Linked DNA regions of Mus musculus: region 2 is linked to region 1. A link is a contact called in public HiChIP or PLAC-seq data. All regions are on one chromosome and are shown on one strand. Each heading gives the region's core, a stretch centred on a gene start, on an enhancer-like site or on the middle of the called end of the contact. The rest is flanking DNA. Distances are from core to core; before and after follow the strand shown. Region 1 overlaps St3gal1 (ST3 beta-galactoside alpha-2,3-sialyltransferase 1). Region 2 overlaps Tg (thyroglobulin).

Region 1 (4,232 bases), core at 636-3,135:
ATCTTTTCTCTTCAGCCTACTTCACCTCCCATCCCTCAGCTGTCCCCACCCTTCAGACCTTGGCTGTTTCTCCCTGGAGTTGTCTGCTCTGCAGCCACTGTTGGACGTGGTGGGGAGAAAGGGTCTTACCCGTGTTAGACCCCGTGTCAGACAGGGAGGCTCCACTGAGTTTCAGCGTATCGCCCCTCTTTATAAACTTGAGCAGGTGGCTAGGCAGGAAAGAACAAAGTACCAACTGGGGCCTCAACAGCCTCTGCCCTGCCCAGAGGGGCCCAGAAACAGCTTGTTTATTATCTCTATGCTAGACATTCTTTTGATGGCAGCCTTGACTCAAGGCCCAATGACTTTTGGCCAAATCTTGTCTTTCTCATCACTGAAAAGTAGACCATCTCCAGGCCTCTGGGTTCTCGCTCACTGGCTTCATATAGCAGAACCAGAAACCAGAGAGTAAGACCCAGGGCAGCGGAATGCCTCGAACATGCTATAGAGAAGAGAGCGCCTTCTTCAAACTGCTCTCAAGCCCTGTCCTGATCAGTGGCTATTTGGTGCCACCTAGTCTTCTTATGGAAAGTGTTCAGTGGAGCCTGGCCAACAGCACCAGAGTAAAAACAGTCATAGAAGGCACACCACACAGTTCCTGTGCGTTGTGAGCCAGACTCTGAACTTCTCTGATCCTTGCTTCCTAAAACACTGTTGCTTCAGGCCAAGGTGGGAAGAATGACTGGCATAAAGGGGACCAGCACAGAGCACCGAGTGTAAATAACACCAGCCGTGGCTGTTTCTATTCCTTGAATCCCGGATGCTTCCTGTGGACAATGTACCCCAAGATGGCTGGACTGTCTCAAGGGCAAGTTTATTTAAAGGACCAAATGATACCAGGCATTAAAGAATACAAGCCAGGGACACCCTGTCTCAGTTCCTCTAGGTGGTGGCACCTGACTATTCGGTGCTTTCTGAGGCCCCGGGGAAAGTGGTCCTAACAGTGTGTGTGTGTGTGTGTGTGTGTGTGTGTGTGTGTGTGTGTGTGTGTTAGGGATCCCAGAACTAGAGATACAGCAAATAGCCAAACAGTGAGGCTGACCCAGTGAGCTAGCAGCTAGCTAGTTGACTGCCCAGGGGCTTCTCCACAGTGGTTTTACTTTCCAGTTTCCACCTGCCTGTCCCTCCGATTCCCTTCCCCCATGCTTAGGCGTACGAATGTACTGCCCTTTGGAGCCTGTGAGAGTACACCTCCCCCCCCCCCCAGGAGAGGCCCATCACCCTTATAACACTGGGCCCCAGGGTTGGATGGGGCCAACTGGTTCTTTGTACTTTGCAGTTCAGGGTCCTAGCTGCCACCTGTTAGACCTCTGATGAGTCCCGTGCACTGGGCTTTGACTAGAGCAAGTCTTTGTCGTCAGTTAGGCCTAGGGAATGTTGAGCCTACCTTTCCCAGGTGATAGGCCCTGTGTAGGTCATTCTACCTCTCTGCTGGGTTTGCTCCATAAGGCAGAACGGTCACTCTTCTTTAAGGGTCTATAGAAAGTACAAGCAGAGCCTCCTGGCATCTAACATGCATGGAAATGAGTTATCTTCATCACCAATGCACAGGTGATGGGATTGAGGCTTAGTGGGGAAGCCTTTGACTGAATCTACGCACCCAGGAACTGAACCGTGAATTTGAACTTGCTCCTCCCCTCAAATACGGTGCTTTCTCAGACTTGGAAATGAAAAGCCCAGACATCGCCCTGCCCTTCCTTTCCTGTCTCTGGCACATCTACTCTGTGCTAAGCAAGAAATTCCAGGAAGCAGATGCTGGCTCTGAAAGTTGCATCCCCTGAGCAGGATCTGGGGTTACTGTGTTCTCATACAAGGGTGTGCCTCACTTCTGCTTTAATCCCTCATTTGGAGAACCCACGGCCCAGTGAGTCAGAGCTGGAAAGCTCTTGGCTGGGGCTCGCCGGTGGAGGGGAATGCCGCTTGCTCAGGCTCCTGGGCCACTTATCACCAGCAGCTGAGGACTTCTCAGAGCATCTGCTGTTGACACTTGGTGACTAGCTTCCTCCCTGAAGATGTTGCTCAGTACAGCTGTCTGGGAAGCCTGGGAGACTGGAGATGTTGAAATCTTCCAGGTGAATTCTAGAACTTTGTGGTTAAAGTCAAAGCAAGGGGCAGCCAAGAGCTAGGGAGCTGTCTGCTTTTAAAATGGTTGAGTCCTACACAAAGGTATCACTGCTATATGCCAGCCGAGGACTTTTAGGGAGTCCTGTTTATTGCTGACCGGGACCCCCAATTGGGTCACTGTCTACCACAGTGAGGGGGTTTACCTACCCTCCTTCATACGCCCTCCCCCTCTAGTGATGCACTGCTCAGACAGCTCTGGAGTCTGTTAGTCGATGTCTGGGTTGATAGAAGAGTGAGCCGAGGCCTTCCTTCTGTCCTACCTTAGTGGTGGTGGCTGCAGGTGGCTTGACACTGCCCCGGAGGACATGCCTAAGGACTACCTTAAGGCTGAAGGTAGGTGTGTTCTGTGCTGACTTTCTGAAGCTTCCTGGTTTCAGGGTCCCAGCCAGAATGGCTTCCCTAAATGCCTGAGGTCTCACACCTCCTCGCTTTCCTCAACTTTGCAAGTGACTGGTCTCTGAGAAGCACTCGTTTTCTATCCATATTCTCAGACCGGATCCTCACTGCTTGCCTTACAGATCCCTAGGACAACTCTAACCAAGCCTGGCAGCTCCCATGCCTCTCCATTTTACCTCTACTTGGCTGGCCCATCCCAGACGGAGCTATCGCCTAACAGCCTTTGTGCGTAGTATACCCGGGTGTGATGGATCCTTTTCCTTGTCACATTGACTAGGTTTAGAATTTCCATAGAAGCACAATAAATCTTATGAATGCAGAAGGAAGTAGCTGGAGAAATGGCTCAGAGGTTAAGAGCACTGACTGCTCTTATAGAGGATCAGGGTTTGAATCCTAGATCCCACATTGGACACCATACACAGGCCCGTATGTAATCTCAGTTCTGAGGGATCTATGCCCACTTCTGACCTCTACAGGCACCTTCACATGCACACACACACACACACACACACACCACATACACACACACCCCACATACACACACATGTTTTTTTCTTTTTTTCAAAAGGATTTCTATGAAAAAGGTTCTCTAGAAAGGTTTAACTGAGCTGGGAAGACCTCTCCTGAATATAGGTGACATTATTCTGGACTGAATAAGGAGAAAGTCACCCAAGTGCCAGCATTCACTGCTCTCTGCTTCCTAACTGTGGACGCAATGTGCTCAGTCACTCCCTATCCCTCCACTGGGCTACCCATGCCAAGGTGATCTCTACCCTAGCTGGGAGCCAAAACAGAGCCCTCTAATAATGATGGTTGGAATGAAAAATGGATCATGTATTTGAATGCATGATCTTAGATAGCAGCACTGTTTGGAGAAGCTACAGAGCCGTTAGGAGGTCGACGTATGCTGGAGGAAGTACATCAGTACTCTTGTAGACGTTGCTTTTGGTCAGAGTAACCAATATACGCCCCTTCCTTCCTTAAGTTCCTTCTGCCAGACATTTTGCCATATTAGTGAGAAAAGCAACTGATACATGAAGCTCAAGCAGCCGGAGTCTCTGGGCAACTTTCTGGAACCCTGTTTTGTAGAGGAGGAAGTTAGGCCCTGAGAGGCTGACCTTCTCAAGCCACCTGGAACTGCTAGAAACATTCAGCCCCATTCAACAGAATGCAAGGTAAAGGCCTTGCATAAAGGAGCTAGCTCTGGGCCAAGGCTAGGAAGGGCCCTGTTGGTTCCTAAGTCAGTCCTTCAGTGTCATGCTGTCTTGCCTTTCCCTCGGAAACCTGCAACACTCTTCTGAACATAGTAGGCGTGGTGGTTTGAATGAGAACTTCCTCCCTAGGCTCTCGCATTTGGAGATTTGGCCCCTAGTTGGCAGCACTGTTAGATAGGCTTAGCAGATACCTCCGTGCTGGCGATGGGCTTTGAGAGCTTAAGGCTTCACCCTAATCCTAGTTCACCTTCTCTGCTTTTCGTTTGTGGCTTAAGACATAAGCCCTGTTTCTGCTCCAGTTGCTATCCCTGCCACCCGCTGCCTCTGTTCCACCATCGTGGACTTTAACTGTCTAGAGTCATAAACCCAAATAAACTTTTCTTCTATCAGTCGCCTTGGTCAGTGTTTTATCTCAGCAACAGAAGAGTAACTAACACACCTGTTTGTGTCATCATCACC
Region 2 (4,232 bases), core at 638-3,137, 380 kb before region 1:
GTACTCTCAGATATGCAGAGAGAATTTTGGATGATATTGTATTATTTTTAAAAAACTCCTGCTGATACCCAGAGCAATATAGTATGCATGTTATTCTTTGAAGAATTATATATGCCTTACTAAATTTTGGACTAGTGACAGAGAGTTTAAAATCTAGTGTAGAAAACACATAGGCAATCTGCGTGGCACACCCAACCAAAGCCTGGAAATACACTGCAGAATCTGGCAGAATTCCAGGGAGCTGAAGTAGCTTCTTTTGGTGGTAAACAGAATCAAACAGCTTATTTATGGGATGGCTGCCTCACAGATGGTCTTCATTATTCTGAGAGGCACGCAGGGTGAAAACAGGCATTTCAGGAAAGACGTGATAAGTTGGCAGCAGTAAGTCACTGAACTGCTTATGCTGAGCGTGTGCTTGCTGTGTGTGTTCAAGGAATGTGCCCTGGCTTGGCCTCCCTGCAACGGAGTCACAACGAAAGGCCTTTGAAGGATTTAGGCCTTTCATCTGCTCATCTGGCTCATCTGTTCCTCTGTGTGTGTGTGTGTGTGTGTGTGTGTGTGTGTGTGTGTGTGTGTGTCTGTGTGTGTGTGTCTGTGTGTGTCTGTGTGTGTGTGTGTCTGTGTGTGTGTGTGTCTGTGTGTGTGTGTGTGTGTGTGTGTGTGTTTATCAGTAGACAACGTTTTTGGGTATCATTCCCTAGTGCCTTCCAGTTTTTGTTTGCGACAGGGTCTCTCATTGGCCAGGGGTTTCACTGAGGCTAGCATAGCCGGACAATAAAGTTCCCAAGGATCTGCTTATCGCTACCTTACATTTCACCATCGCTGGAATTACAAGCATTTGCCTAGCTTATTGAATGGGCTTAATGGAACAAACTCAGGTCCTCACATTTGTGAGGCAAGAGTTTGCCAACTGAACAATCTCTCTAGCCCAAGCTTTGGGTTTTCAATTCAGTCGTGTGTGTGTGTGTGTGTGCTATGCATATATGCTACATGTATGTTTCTGTGTGTGTGCTATGTGTATGTATATGGTGTGTGTGTGGTATCATATATATAGTGTTTGTGTGTTGTGTATGTATGTAGGCATGAATGTGTGTGTGTGTGTATGTGTGTGTGTGTGTGATGTGTGTGTGTGTGATGTTCTATGTGTATGTTTGTGTGGTGTTGGAGATATGTGTGTGGGGTCTGTGATATATATATACACACACACACACATATGTGTGTGTGCGTGTGCATGTGTATATATATGTGTGTGTGTGATGTTGTATGTGTGGTATCTGTGTATGTATATATGTGGTGTATGTGAGTATGTATATATATATATATATATATATATATATATATATATATATATCTGATGTGTGTGTGTGTGTGTGTGTGTGTGTGTGTGTGAGTGTATGTTCTAAACTGGGGATTTTTTTTTCCAAGTTCCAACTATCTGGTCATTCACTTGTATGTCCCATGGCAATCCTCAGTAGGGTGCATTTCTTTTGTTTATCAGCTAGCTACTAATGTCACAGTTGAATAAAGCAGAGACCTGGACCAAGGTTATCCAGGCTTAGATCTGATATCGAAAGCTAATGTGGGTAGGGTCCTAGTTTAGGAATCTACAACTCAGTAGACTCCACTTCCTTTAAACAGGAAGCACACCAAAGTCTGCTTTTCAGTGTTATTTTCATGATCCTTTGGACCACCTGCTGAGGCAAACAACCCAGGGAATGCAGGTCAAACTCCTGAAAGCAGAAAATGCTTTCAAGTCATCTGTGGTTATTGCAGCAAATTGCTTGGCATCTCTGACACTTTGGAATTCCATTCCTCAGATGTCACTGCATTCCTCACTTCTGGACTTGGTCTGAATGCCAGCTCATAGCAAATTCCACTTCAAAGATGGCAAAGGAGAGATGTCAAAAGGCTACTGGAGAGAGGACCAGAGGGTTGAAGGAGGGGTGGTGTGGCCAGCCATGACTTAGTAGTGGTCCTCACGTGATATAACCACAACCTTGGGATATGTCCTCTACCACAAAGCACAACCTACCAGGCAGATGGGAGGCATCAGTCCAGGTGCTGAGTGCAAAAGTTGCAAAGCTTTCCATCACCGAGGCCAAGGTGTTCCCCAGCTAGCTGAGGTGATAGATGTGGGCATCACCAAAGCAAAATAAGCCTGCATTTCGTCACCTTCATAGAGTCAAGGGATTGTAGGGCTCCTATGCTCAGTTTCTAGAAACTAGCTAAGTTCTATCTAAGATCACTTACCCCATCCAGGGCTGATTTCTGGTGCCCACATCAAATGAATATCCCTACCACTAACCCTACAGAACACCAAGAAATGGTTTTATACAATCTGAGCCCATGGCAGATATTTTTCCCCTCAAACTACCAGGGGTGTGTGCTGTATGAGAGTGTTCATTGAGAGTGCTGGGTTTCTGTTTAGATTATGAGTCTGAGACTGAACAGAGAAAAAAATGAGGAGTGTTTACCACCAAGAGGAGAGGGTGGAAGAAATCTAATTTTAGCCAGTGTGGCACCAGAGGATGAGAACTTGCCAGAAAATAGAGAAGCCTCTAGCTTTAGTGGGAGGGGAGAGTAGTGGGGGAAAGGAGAGGATATGAGGCATTATCATGGTCAAAGTACATGATAAATGTCAATGAAAATTTTCTTATAAAGTCCATCATTACATATAGTGACTATATGTCAATACAAATTTTAAAGAACCATTAATAACATCAGCAATAAGTCAAATAAGAAAATCTGCCAACAACTGGATATGTATCAAATGGGAAGGATCCAGAAGGTAACACTGTGAAGTATTGCTATCATTTAATTGCTAGCTCCAATTAGTTTTTACAATTAATGATTTATGTATTTGGTGTGTGTGTGTGTATGTGTGTGCATGTACATGTGTATGTGCATGCTCGTGTGTGTGTATGTTTGTGTGTGCATGTGTGTGTATGTGTGTGTATGTGTGTGGGTGTAGCCTGAACATACATGGCACCATGAGCATGTGAAGTCATAGGACAACTTGATTAAGTCAATTCTCTCTTTCTAACATGTGGGATCTGGTGATCAAAGTTAGGACATCAACTTTGATGGCATGTAATCTTACTTACATCCTCTTGGTCCCAGCTTCATTAAGGATATCAGAATCTCGGCAGTGTTTGATATCAGGAAATCCACACAATGAGACCGCCTAAAAACCTTGTTGTTTTTGTCGTTGTCGTTGTCTTTGTTGCTGTTGTTAACCGTTTTGGTTATCTTCCAGTGACATAGGCTTGTGACCCTTCCCATATTAGTCTGTTTTGTTTTGAGTTAGATCCCTGAAGTCTAGCCAGCTCTGGTTTTACACCCAAGTGTTGGAGTGGTACTTCACGAGACTTTGAGAGATCCTGTATAGAAAGCAGTGTTCTCAAGCCAAGAGGATCTTAAGAGGATTACAGGGCAATTGTAAAGGTTGGTAACCAGTGAGAACAAGCACAAACAGGCTCACCAAATGGCAATCTTCTGCAGGTCTGGCACTCTTGGAAGGAACTCAAGACAGCTTTACCAGCTTCCAGCAGGTCTACCTCTGGAAAGGTGAGCTCCAAGGTGGGAAAGCAGGGGTGACAGTAGAGTGACTTCCTGAGTTTAGCCTCAGTTTCCATCTACAAGGTATTCTGCTTCCCATGGAGGGAGGAGTGGGATGCAGACTTATGTTCTGTGGGCGTGCTTTTGATGGAAGCAGAAGGCTCTCACTGCTCATCAGAGGAGGCACATAGTCCTGATATAGCTGTCTCTTGTGAGGCTATGCCAGTGCCTGGCAAACAGGGAAGTGGATGCTCACAGTCAGCTATTGGATGGAACACAGGGCCCCCAATGGAGAAGCTAGAGAAAGCACCCAAGGAGCTGAAGGGGTCTGCAACCCCATAGGTGGAACAACAATATAAACTAACCAGTACCCCCAGAGCTCGTGTCTCTAGCTGCATATGTAGCAGAAGATGGCCTAGTCGGCCATCATTGGGAAGAAAGACCCCTTGGTCTTAGTTCTACCCTGAAAGACTTCCCAATGTTTGGTACAGGACTGAGCCTGCTCATCTGGGTGGCTGGATCTATCCTTCCCTTGGATTTTGTTGCTGGTTGTAGGACATGAATGTTGTTATTTCGCTGCCTCAATAGTACCAGTGATCTTACTTCTTCTTCCTAGATTCTGACATGGGGTCTCGGCCGGAGTCTATGGGATGTGAAAGGGGAATGGTGCCAAG

What was found. HiChIP or PLAC-seq counts read pairs in DNA pulled down with a chosen protein or histone mark.
Region 2: a contact with region 1 is called in a FOXA1 HiChIP or PLAC-seq map of pancreatic cancer cells. The contact joins two enhancer-like sites. A contact is called at or near these places in 2 of 39 promoter capture datasets (the C10 cell line and cranial neural crest), 2 of 15 datasets of contacts at CTCF or cohesin (the NIH/3T3 cell line and large pre-B cells), 6 of 484 Hi-C or Micro-C datasets (bone marrow-derived macrophages, cardiomyocytes, cerebral cortex and 3 more), 4 of 115 datasets of contacts at active chromatin or transcription factors (embryonic stem cells, microglia and pancreatic cancer cells) and 1 of 9 other capture datasets (embryonic stem cells).

Annotation. Positions count from the first base shown.
Region 1 is chr15:67,115,021-67,119,252 of GRCm38.p6, forward strand. The region is part of intron 3 of St3gal1 (ST3 beta-galactoside alpha-2,3-sialyltransferase 1); the gene reads right to left. Among named protein-coding and RNA genes, the nearest start is that of Gm31400, 53 kb to the right of the region's middle. Within about 2 kb of position 1,886, at least 148 of the 459 cell types and tissues checked have an H3K27ac peak or open chromatin away from gene starts, as enhancers often do. A contact at or near this core is called in the NIH/3T3 cell line, cerebral cortex and pancreatic cancer cells, where this site is marked.
Region 2 is chr15:66,731,049-66,735,280 of GRCm38.p6, forward strand. It overlaps Tg (thyroglobulin), which reads left to right. Exons shown (of 48, transcript NM_009375.2): 28 at 3,502-3,567; 29 at 4,175-4,232. Among named protein-coding and RNA genes, the nearest start is that of Tg, 62 kb to the left of the region's middle. Within about 2 kb of position 1,888, at least 94 of the 459 cell types and tissues checked have an H3K27ac peak or open chromatin away from gene starts, as enhancers often do. A contact at or near this core is called in the NIH/3T3 cell line, cerebral cortex and pancreatic cancer cells, where this site is marked.